Regions from separate parts of the Macaca mulatta genome. Here region 1 is linked to region 2. Evidence: chromatin contacts called from public Hi-C data. All regions are on one chromosome and are shown on one strand. The core of a region is the stretch at or near the end of the contact, and the rest is flanking DNA. Distances in the headings are between cores, read along the strand shown. Region 1 holds the start of MFAP3L (microfibril associated protein 3 like). Region 2 holds the start of CLCN3 (chloride voltage-gated channel 3).

The links. Hi-C and Micro-C count contacts between places; a contact is called where the count stands out from the background.
Region 1: a Hi-C map of fetal cortex germinal zone shows a contact between it and region 2, with 3 times the contacts expected there. The contact joins the promoter of MFAP3L here to the promoter of CLCN3 in region 2. A contact is called at or near these places in 2 of 14 Hi-C or Micro-C datasets (fetal cortex germinal zone and fetal cortical plate).

Annotation. Positions count from the first base shown.
Region 1 is chr5:178,485,618-178,491,444 of T2T-MMU8v2.0, forward strand. MFAP3L (microfibril associated protein 3 like) reads right to left here and starts at 2,203. Exons shown (of 3, transcript NM_001266355.1): 1 at 2,172-2,203.
Region 2 is chr5:178,085,847-178,091,449 of T2T-MMU8v2.0, forward strand. It overlaps CLCN3 (chloride voltage-gated channel 3), which reads left to right and starts at 2,781. Exons shown (of 13, transcript XM_015139499.3): 1 at 2,781-3,272.

The DNA.
Region 1 (5,827 bases), core at 953-3,452, 400 kb after region 2:
TACAAAAGAGAAGAAATGATCACCTTTTTTTGGTAACATGCCTACAAAGTCTATTTTTTTCTTCAGGAGCAGTAATAAAACCCCTTTTCAACCTAACTCCGGTTGTTGTTTGAGTTTTAGGTTAGGGAAATGTGGACTTTTTGAAGCCAAGGGCAGTATGTAAATAAGCCTTTGATTAAATTTCATCGTGTCTCTTAACACTGAGAAAATACTTAGGATTTGTACTTAGGATTTCTGGATCGAGAAGGGGGCCTATTGATCTGTATTAAACCTCACATTCACAAAAAGTAAACTGAGGACTTGCTGCTTCCTCCAGGTCAGGAAGAACCCAAGGCTAAGGAGAGACTCCAGCTACTTCTACAGGGGAATGTTACCTGAGGATACGAGACCTACTGTACAGGATAAGGTGTACATCCAGGCAGTACTTCATGAAAGATTTTAAACTTGATGCATTTTTATAGAAAAGAGAAGCACAGTTATTCAATATTTGTGTTGGGGTTTTCAAACTTCTTTTTCTATAAATGTATTTAGAAATAAATTTAGGAGCAGTGAACATCACCAACCAGACTATTTGGCTAAAATGGGGGACTGCAGGTTCTAATTCATAAAAATGGTAATCATGTTGTTGCTACTGCTGTTGTTGTCTGGACGTTTCAAGCCTTTCCTATTATTAAACCTTGGTTATGTAGCATCACAGGACAGAGTGAACTCTATACTGGGGGAAATCACCCCAGAGAGTATCCAGAATTAGAGCTGGAGTCATCTCAGGCTTGCAAGCAAGCACCAACCTTAAAGCCTACCCACAACTCAATGAAAAGTCAATGCATTTCTAAAGTCTATTAAGGTCTATTAAGATTGTAAACTAGAAGTTTTGTAATAAGCTTAATGAATAAAATAACTGAACCCACTAAGTGCTACTTATAGAAAGAGGCTTGAGAATTTAGCTTTAGTTAGCAGAACTCGTTCCCGCTAGAACAGGATTGTTCATCTTGCCCCTATTAGATACAATAATCCTAGTGTTAATGGTACTAAATGCTTCAGGAAGAAACAACTGTAGAAACCACAGTGGGACCTGCAAATTGCACTTTCTGTGTAAGTAAAATGTCAGAAGAACTACACTCTTATAACTTATGGTCTCATGAAAAGACATTTTTTTCCGTCTTGTATTTCATCCTGAAGGATTTTACTATGTTCAGCATAGTAGCAACTGAAAAAAAATGTGTTTCATCTAGAAACAAAAGTGAGAAAACTACAAAAAACACTGAGCTTCTGCAATGCTCGGTTTCCAAGATTTTAACATTAAATCGAAGATAACGCAAAATAAAGATTGCCACAGTAACCAAACTTTTCTGCTAAGTATCCTTAAAAATAATGACAGTTCGATCGTATCTTAACTGTCTTCTACAACGTGAGCAGATAATACACCTACAAACCTTTTTTTGCTAGCTTGCTTTATAAATCTTGCAAGGTAAGTTTGGTTTTTTTTTTTTTTCAGGGATGGAGAAGACAGATTAATGATCAAGCTTAAAATAAATCGGTTCTGCAATCCCTCTGTATTTTAATCCGATGAAGCACGTTTCCCCATTCCACGCCATGAAGCCATTCGATGTCAACTTGTTATGGAGTCAAATGCGACAAACTCCGAGAGCTTCAGTCGCGAGGCGGCGGCTCACAGCACCCACAGCCGCCCGCACTCCTGCGGCATCAGGACACGGCGCCCTCCCGACGCGGAACCCGCATTCACGTTCTCCGGAGCCCTGGCCAGCTTACCCTCCTCCCTGTCCGGGGAAACTGAGGCACAGTGACGCGAGGGATCCGGAGCCCAGCGAAAGCCCCCACAGCTGCTCGGCGTCCCCTTCCCCCAGGACATCCAGGAGGCTCGCCGGCAGCTGGCAGTGGATTCCGCGCTCCTCGCCCTCGGAAGATTACGGTTCGAACCCGGGATGCGGCGGTCCCCAAACGGCCAACCCCCGCCCCGCACGGATCTCGAAGCATCCTGCGACCCCCTGGAGCCCGCTGCCGGGACCATGCGGCGCCTCGCAGCGCAGCCTCCGCCGCAGTCTCAGTCAGCCCAAACACCCGAAAGTTCCACGGCCCCGGCGCCGACCCGGTGCGGGGCTGGCCCCCACCTGTGCCCCTCCGCCCCATCCCTCCGGGTGCCCCCAGCTAACCTGACACCGCCGCGCCACTCAGGTGGCCGCCGTGCACCCCTTGCCATGGCCAGCCCGACAGCGGCCGCTGCGCCGCACTCTGCGCCGGACGCCGGGTAGCGCCTACTGCGGTCGAGCCGCCTCCGCCGGCGCCTCACAGCGTTGCGGGCTGCGCCGCCGGCTGCAGGGAGCGCGGAGCTTCCCACCTACAGGAGCCTGGGCCGGCCGGGGCCGAGCATGCCCAGTGCGGCTCTCCGGGCGGCGCGGAGGCGCGGGTGTAGCCTCCGGGTTTTCGCGACAGCCGCGGGCGGGGGCAGCGGGGCGGGGGCAGCGGGGCGGGCGGTGCGGGCGGTGCAGGCGGTGCAGGGCGAGCCAGTCGGAACAGCGGACCGGCCCAGTGGAGGAGCCAGCGTAGGCTGTCGTTACCGGGAAGCCCAGCGCTCAGTCCGCTCAGCCTCTGGGCCGGGCCTCGGCGGCCCCCTCAGCCCGGCACCCGCAAGGCCAGGGCCTCCGCGGCAGCGCGGAACTCTCACTCCGCTCTCTCTCCCGCCGGGGCGACGCGACTGACCCTCGTCGGGGCGGGGCGCTCCCGGGGCTTCCACCGCAACTTTTGTGGGCGTCTTATCGCACTCGTGTTCAAGGACACCCAGGAAAAGGCTTCTTAAGGTCCCATCCTGGGACACTAAATGGGAACCAATCAATCCACCCCCAAGCCTACCCTGTCTTCTTGCAATCAAATGCGATCACGAGCAAACCACCTTGCATCCAAAAGCTTCTCAGGCCTTCCCGGGCGACTGCGTTGTCAGCCTTAAACGTCTCTTAAAGCAAAGTCCACAGATGAAAGAGTCTGGAAGAAAACCCAACGGGACGTTCCCTGGTGACTTATGAGTGGTGGGGTTCCAGGAATTTTTTTTTCATTTTCTTTAAAAATATTATTTGTAATTTCGACGTTTTTTCTGATGAACCATAAGTTGATTTTTTAATTAAAAAGTAGAGTACTCTAAAATTATTAAGTACCTACAGAAGTTTTGCTGCACGATCCTGCAATGTAAGTGGCTTCCTCCCCTCTTTACCTTCCGTCTTTTTTTTTCTTTTTTTTTTTTTTTAATTTTAAAAAGAGAGACTCAATTTCTGGGGCGGGACCAGGCTCCTCCCCCAGGCATTTTAGTGCCCGCCCCCTTGGCCACGCCCCACTCCGGTCCTTTTACTCCCGTTCCGCCTTCTTCCCGGTGGGTTGCTGCGAAGACCCGGAAAGGTGGACTTTGCACATTGATGCTCCTGGCGACTCCGGCAGCCAGACTGGGCATGTTCCGCCGCCGGGTCAGGGATTGCTGTGCCAAGAGAGGAGCTTTAGCAACTCTCAGTCTCTCTGCTCCTCTCTGTTCCTGGCAAACTGACAAAGTAATGCCTCTGACCCCACGCCCCCAGGTCGGACCTGCAGAAGTGGGTCAGGACCCGACTGAGCATGCTCCGGGCAGTGCCAGGCTGCCGCACGCGGCTGCATCTGGTTGCCCAAGGTTGATGTAGCCGCGGTCTCTCGTCACGACATTGAAGCTCGGGAAACGGATGGAAGCAGGGCTCTAGAGAGGCACGATTGCATCGACACGTGGGCAGGTCGCCCAGCCAAGGGCCATGTTGGTGGGTGGGTGCGTGGGATCTGTCTTACGAGTGAGTCAAAGCCTGATTTTTTTTCCCCCAAAAAGATTGAAATGAGATGTCATATTTTAACAGTTTTATGGCATCTCGAATAGCAACACATTTTAGCTCAAGGGATTTTTCAGCTGTTCTTTCGAGAAACGTAAATCTTCTTTGTTTTTAAGTATTTAATAAACATTCTTTACAATTGCACCAGAGCACAAACTTTCCACCTGCTTTATTGATTGTTACATTTGTGTCCCCACTATGAAAATATTCCGCAGTATTATGTCACGTTTTCTTCTCCAGCATTTCTGCATTCACTCTATTTCCTCCCTTCCCCCGTCTCTTTTAAATTCTCAGAACCTGCAAAATGCACTCTTGCTATCTTAGAAACCACTTGAGGTCGGTGTGGGGAACTTGCTTTTAATTCTCATTTAGAGAAGACAGCACTGAAATGGAGAAAAGTCACAGGGAAAATACTTTTACAGTTTCGAGATTAGTAAAGAACCCAAAGAGAGCTTTTCATTGAGAGCAGGAAGGCGAATGGAATTCACCTTCTGTCTTAAGGAGGGAGAGGATGAGCAGGACAGCTGCCCAGTGAGGCTTGGTATGATAGTGGGAGTCACCCTTCATTTGAACCTCTCTGCCTTGCCCAGCTCCAGTTCAGCTTCAGCGTGGTCAGAGACACTATCTCTATGGAAGGTCACTGGAAGAATACATTTACTTAGCTGCTTCCACCATGGAATCCTAGCTTGTGCTGGAGTGTCCCCTTCGTCCTCCTCCTGTGCTTTGAGAATCCATTGTTGCTGGTATGCCCTGAGCACTGCCCTTGAACTTGCCCAGGTGCCCCTTGACATTCACACCACGAATAGCCTAGCCTTACAAAGGTGGACAAGACGTCTTTTCAACAGTCTTTACTGCCACTTCTATCCATCTGGAGCTTTCTGTTGCTGAGTCTGTCATGACATTAATCTTTCTTGGTTCTCCTACCTCTCTCTCTGACTGTTTCTTCTCATCCTCCTCCTCCAGGTTTTCATCCTTTGCACCACCACATTGTAGGTGTTCTGTGGTCTCTTCTCCCTGAGGGCTGTCATCCTCTCTGATGATTGCCGCTGTCAAAGGGGTGTTAGCTGGTATGTTCTCACATGGCCATGCTAGGTGTTCGTTTCTGGAATCCTTTCTGGTTGATCAGGTAGGTGTTCAGATTGGTCAGCATCTTCCCTTTATCCATATTGTTTGTGTGTGTGTGTGTGTGTGTGTATATATATATATATATATATATATATATAATTATTATTTGTGAGATGGAGTCTGACTCTGTTGCTCAGGCTGGAGTGCAGTGACACGATCTTGACTCACTGAAACCTCCACCTCCCAGGTTCGTTCAAGCACTTCTCCTGCCTCAGCCTCCCAAGTAGCTGGGACTACAGGCGCCCACCACCATGCCTGGCTAATTGTTTTGTATTTTTAGTAGAGACAGGGTTTCACCATGTTGGCCAGGCTGGTCTAGAACTCCTGACCTCAAATGATCCGCACATTTCAGCCTCCCAAAGTGCTGGGATGACAGGCCTGTTTGTTAATATTTTGGATGTCATCTTTATCCTAAATCACATCTTCCTCTCCACATCTCCCCGAGTTCAGGTTTTCATATGTGATCTACCAAATATCTTAACTGGTATGATCCTCAGGAAACTGAACGCAGTATGACCCAAACAGAACTCATGACCTGCAATTACTCTTCTGCTTGTATTTCCTAGCTTGGTTAGCAGGTCCCCCTTTCTTCTCAGTCACTTACATTACGAATCTTGGCGTTACCCTCAATTCATCCATCTGCCTTTCCCCCATCATCCAGCTGGTCGCCTGGCATTATCTATCCTGTCCTTATTAATCTCTGAACACCTCCCTTCCTTGCCTCATCGCCTGTCTTGCTCACTTCAGTCCTTATCATCTTCCTGATCAACCACAGACCAACAGACTCCTAGATGGATCCTCTCTCTGTCTCCTCCAGTCCATCCTCCATAGCTCCTCAGACTTTTTTT
Region 2 (5,603 bases), core at 1,531-4,030:
TTTTTTTAAGACAGAGTTTCACTCTTGTTGCCCAGGCTGGAGTGCAATGGCGCAATCTCGGCTCACCACAACCTCCACCTCTCGGGTTCAAGTGATTCTCCTGCCTCAGCCTCCAGAGTAGCTGGAATTACACGCATGTGCCACCACACTCGGCTAATCTTGCATTTTTAGTAGAGATGGCGTTTCTTCATGTTGGTCAGGCTGGTCTGGAACTCCCAGCCTCAGATGATCCGCCTACCTCAGCTTCCCAAAGTGTTGGGATTACAGGCGTGAGCCACGACGCCCAGCCAACATCTTGATTTTTAACCAGTGAGCCCTATATCAGACTTTTACCCTACAGAACTCTAAGATCAAAAATTTGTACTGTTTCAAGCCACTAAATTTGTGGGAATTTGTTACAACAGCACGTGGATACTAATACAAACTCTTCTTAGGGTTCTGGGAGCAGTTATTTACAGTATGGAGATGAAGTGGGCTGTTGAATTATTTTCATATGGGAGAAAAGCCCATAGTTGGGTCTGTAAACCTCCTTATTGGTAATTATCTGAGCCCTGAGAAGTTCCTTCTTAATCACTCCCACTAAAACAAGGGATCTGGTAAGAACGCCAATCAATCAGCATCCTTTCTGTAGTATTTACCGCTATGGATGAGATCAGGCTGCAAGTATTCACATTAGGGCACTTAAAATGTACCAAAGATCTGGCTATGGTGCTTACCCTGTGTTTCTTCCCACCAGTCTGCTGAAGAGGAAGTTCAATATCACCAGATTCTCTCACAAAAACACCAGAGGAATTAGAGAATATTTTTTTCCCAGATGCAATCTATTGTTTTATCACCAAGCAATCACATACCACATTGTTTAAATATATTGCTCCATATGTAACTCAGTGTTTCTGACTGGGCCCCTCGGATCAACTGGAAAGAATTAAACACAGGAATGCTTAGGTCCAACATTGGAACAATTAAGACAGGATTTCTGGGAATGGGGCCTAAGCAAGGATATTTTTCTGAAGCTCCCTAGATGGCCCTGATGCAAAGTGAAGATTGAGAACTACTGGTATGATGATTATGTATGCCAGAAACCATGACTTTAAAATAAGTTCTCATAAAGGAATAAGGTGGTGCATAATAGGAATAATATTACAAAAAGCCAAACATACAAATAGACTTGTTCTTGCACAGTTAAGAGAGATCCTTGGAACAATCCTCCATTAAGAAACTAAGACACTACCAAAAAAGAACTTTTCATCCTTATAGAAAGCAGGTAAGATTGACTAATAAACCACAACTACTGTCTACATTCTCAAAATCCACGTGCCTTTCCAAAATTAGCTGTGTAACCACAGTGAGTAAATGTCTTTTGAAAAATTCCACTTAGTTTGGAAAAATTTTTGCCTGCTTTTCCACATTTTCTAAGAATCTAAAGATCTTGGTTAACAGTGTCCCAGGTAAGAGAAAATCGTGCTTGGATATTTCCATAGTTCTACACACTCTACCTTGATAAGAGTAATGAAAGAGGTCCTAAGAAGCTTGACTGCACTGTGATCACCACCATGGGTACTATACCAGCTCTGAAGCCCAGAACTGTCTTTGAGAATATTCAATTCTGCCTTAGAAGAAATAGAACAAAACTCACGTGTTACTAGCCTGCAAAACAGTCAGTGGAGCACATATACGTAAAAATAGAAAAGTCTGGCGAGACCAGGTCATATTTAATATTGATGAGGCGTAAAATATACAACACGCACTTAATATTCATTAATCAGTATATATTCATAACATACTAAATACACAGGAGATATTAAACGTTCACGGGTCTTAATTCTGCCACCCAGTGGTAACACTCAAAAGTGATCTCACCAAAGAAATGCAAAACCTGTATCTGCTCACCAGGCTATTAGCATGCTACTGCTGTGGCCACCATTCTTCCACTGCATCCGCCCTGCCCCTGCATCGGAATATAGCTCCTTGAACACGGGATCAGGTTTACTGAATTGTATGACCCACGCTGGGAGCTCAATAAAAGTTGCTAAACGGAAATGAAACCAATTCAGACCGTGTAGAAACCCCAGATTACATCTTTTCTTCAAACATTTAATTTCCAAGCAGTATTTTGAAAATGCGTGATAGCTAAATTCGAGTTATCCTTTTTGTATGTATGTTAGGCACACACCCGGCGATGACATACAAAGCGAGGTGACACCACCGCACTCCCGGCCCGCACGTCACCTATAAGCACAGGGGACTTTTGGTCCTGGTTTATTTCCGAAGGCTGGCACTTCTCTTCGATCTAAGTTTTAGGAACCTGTGCTCGTCAACAGCTATCAATACTTTTTATTTTCAAGGCTGATGCCTGCCAGAGTTTCACAAGCTGCTTGCTCCCGGACGCTGTGGTCTCTCGCTGGAATGGATCCGAACTCCGCGTGACGCTGGGAACGGTCAGCGCCTGTTGCCTCACGAAAACGTCTCCCACAAGCTGGCCGCCTCGCGCGAGGTCAGCGGCAGGGCAAACAGGAATGCGTGAGTGACGTGAGCTAATCGCTAATGAAAAGCTTCACACCCCGGCGGCCCTCAGAGCCAGGGAGCTCGCTCGGCTCCTCCTCCTCGAGACCCAGCCTCGGCCCGCCCACCATTCCCACGCCGCCCAATAGGCGCCGACGCGGCTCAGAGAGTGGTCGGAGGAGGAGGTGTTGGGACGGCCGTCGCTGAACGGCCGTTCACGTCAACGTAGTGACGTCACGCGTCGACGCTGGGGACGTACCTGTCGGGTTCTGACTCTTGCCGTTTCTCTTCCCCTTCCGTGGGTCAGGGCCGGTCCGGTCCGGAACTTGCAGACCCTTTCCCAGTGTTCTAGTTCGCCCGCGACCCGGAATAATGATCAAGAAGGGTGTGGTGGGTTGAAAGCCGTCCTACTTTACTCCCGAGTTAGGGCATGGATTCAGTTTTAGTCTTAAGGGGAAGTGAGGTTGAAGATTTTTATTTTTAATTTTGGGCAGAAGCAGGTTGACTCTAGGGATCTCCAGAGCGAGAGGATTTAACTTCATGTTGCTCCCGTGTTTGAAGGAGGACAATAAAAGTCCAATCTGGCAAAATTTCCGTAACCTCTGCAGTAGAAAACGTCAGGTATCTTTTAAATCGCGATAGTTTTCGTTGTGTCAGGTTTTCTTCGGTGGAGCTCCCAGGGAAGCTAGGTTTTAGGTTTGAAACAGATGCAGAATCCAAAGGCAGCGCAAAAAACAGCCACCGATTTTGCTATGTCTCTGAGCTGCGAGGTGAGTTGCATTGTATGAGCGAAGATTCGTCAGCTCTCCTGTTCACAGATTTTGGGTCAACTATGAGGCCACAGCCCTCATCTTGGTTTCTCTTATAATGTACCTACATAATGTTGAAAGGTACATCATGAATTGGGATGCAAACCCATCCTGATTAGGTGTATACCCTCAGACATTCTTTAAAATTTCACACATCTGCTTCAGGAACCGTCGAAGGACCTCTGAATAGAATGGAAGTGGGTTCCAGGAGAAGATTAACTTTAAACTTAGAGGAGTGGGTTTAACTTTCGCCTAATTTTCCCCAATTTAAAAATAATATTCATTTTTTCTATCTTTAGATGTATGTGTATGTAAAATATTTTGTGTGTGTATATATTTGTGGTTTGATCTTAAACTTGACCAGAAACTGCCTTAGAATCTCAGAAATTAGCTTTGCATGTGGTATGCTTTATTTGTATGGCATTTTAAAACTGCGGAGCACATAGAAGATAATTACATACGTATTGTGCATATTAGAAACTGAGATTTCTGTTTCCTTTGGAAAGAAATTCCTGTTCATGGCATTGAATCAACAGTGACCATACCTTTTACATAGATACGTAATTCAGAAGTTCAGTTCTACAAACGTAAACTTTTTGAGCTATGCAGTTCAGTTACTGCAGCATCATTGTGACTTGTATAATTGTTGAATCTTTCCAGAATTGCTTTTACTTTCATCTTTAAAGAGTTAATTTAGAATATTTTTTTTATGAGGTCGGTATGGAGATAACTATCGGTCAATTCTAGGTGCCTTTGTGAGTCACTACAAAATAGTATTTGTTCAATTCAAGAGTACGTATGGGAGTTAAAGTACTTGTGTATATGTTGTTGACTTTCATCTTAAAAGGTGCTGCTGCTACTCAGTGTCTTGTTCTAAAATATAGCTTTAAAAACCATGTGTGTGACCTACAGATATTTTCTCAACTTGAATATGCGTATGTGGCCTCTGGTTAATACAGACTGCCAGTGTTGGCAGAATTCATCACAGACTGCATACCCTTCCCACCCCTCACTGCCCTCAGCACCTCGAAAACTTCGCTGCTTTGCTTGAATGATGAGTCAAAATATTTTAAGAAGTCAATATGAGTGTATAGAACCTACATTTTTACTTGGAAATTGTGCTTTAGCATGTGTTATCAATCATGCATAGCTCATTAAGAATGTAAATAAACTACTTTTGGATAGATGTGTTTCGGGGGACAGATTTGTTGGTTATGGGTTTGTGTTAGTTGGCTATTTTCCAGGTCATGTTAGTGCTAGGCTTTCGATTTCCTGTTGTGACATGTTGGTCACAACATGTTGGTCATAATTTTCAGACGGCTCGGGAAGTCAGATTTGATCTCTGTGGTGGGTCCTATATCAAAGCAGTATCCTGTGGGGTTTGGCCGCTATCACTGCTAAGCACTTCCAACTTAGTTTGGTAGTCAAACTTGTCAGCAGGGATCTAAAATGTATAATATTTTATAATAAGTGTTAATATTTATTGAATGCATTCTATGTTTTCAGGCTCTTTTCCAAGTAATTTTTGTGAGTTATCTCAATTTTCACACCAACCCCACAAAGTAGGTACTTTCACTAATCCCGTTTTACATTCGTGGAAACAGGCACAGAAAATGTAACTAACTTGCCCAACAGTAACTGTCAGAACTGAGACTGAAGCCTGAGAGTATGATTTCAGAGCTCCTGCTCTCTGCTGCACAATACTGTAGTTTACAATAGTCAAAATGCTAGAGAAAAACAAGGAGAGACGTGGCTCGTAGGTTCAATTATAGGAGCAATGTAAAATTACAGAGTGTGTGGGAAACCGTGTTTTTAAAAGGAATACTCATAGTCTTACTACTCTAATAAACATTTTAATTTTTTAAATATACACATTCACATCTGTACATAGACATTGTAGCTGTGATTCATTTTGGTTCTTAAAGGTAAATCTTTAGTGAAGTTTAAAATGGAGGTTGAACCCCACTGCCTCATTTTCGTTGTTGAAATCCAGAGATTTGATCTGCAACTTTGATTGGAACCAAGTTAAATAAATATATTTCTTGCTGGCCGGGCGCGGTGGCTCAAGCCTGTAATCCCAGCACTTTGGGAGGCCGAGACGGGTGGATCACGAGGTCAGGAGATTGAGACCATCCTGGCTAACACGGTGAAACCCCGTCTCTACTAAAAAATACAAAAAAAACTAGCCGGGCGATGTGGCGGACGCCTGTAGTCCCAGCTACTCGGGAGGCTGAGGCAGGAGAATGGCGTGAACCCGGGAGGCGGAGCTTGCAGTGAGCTGAGATCCGGCCA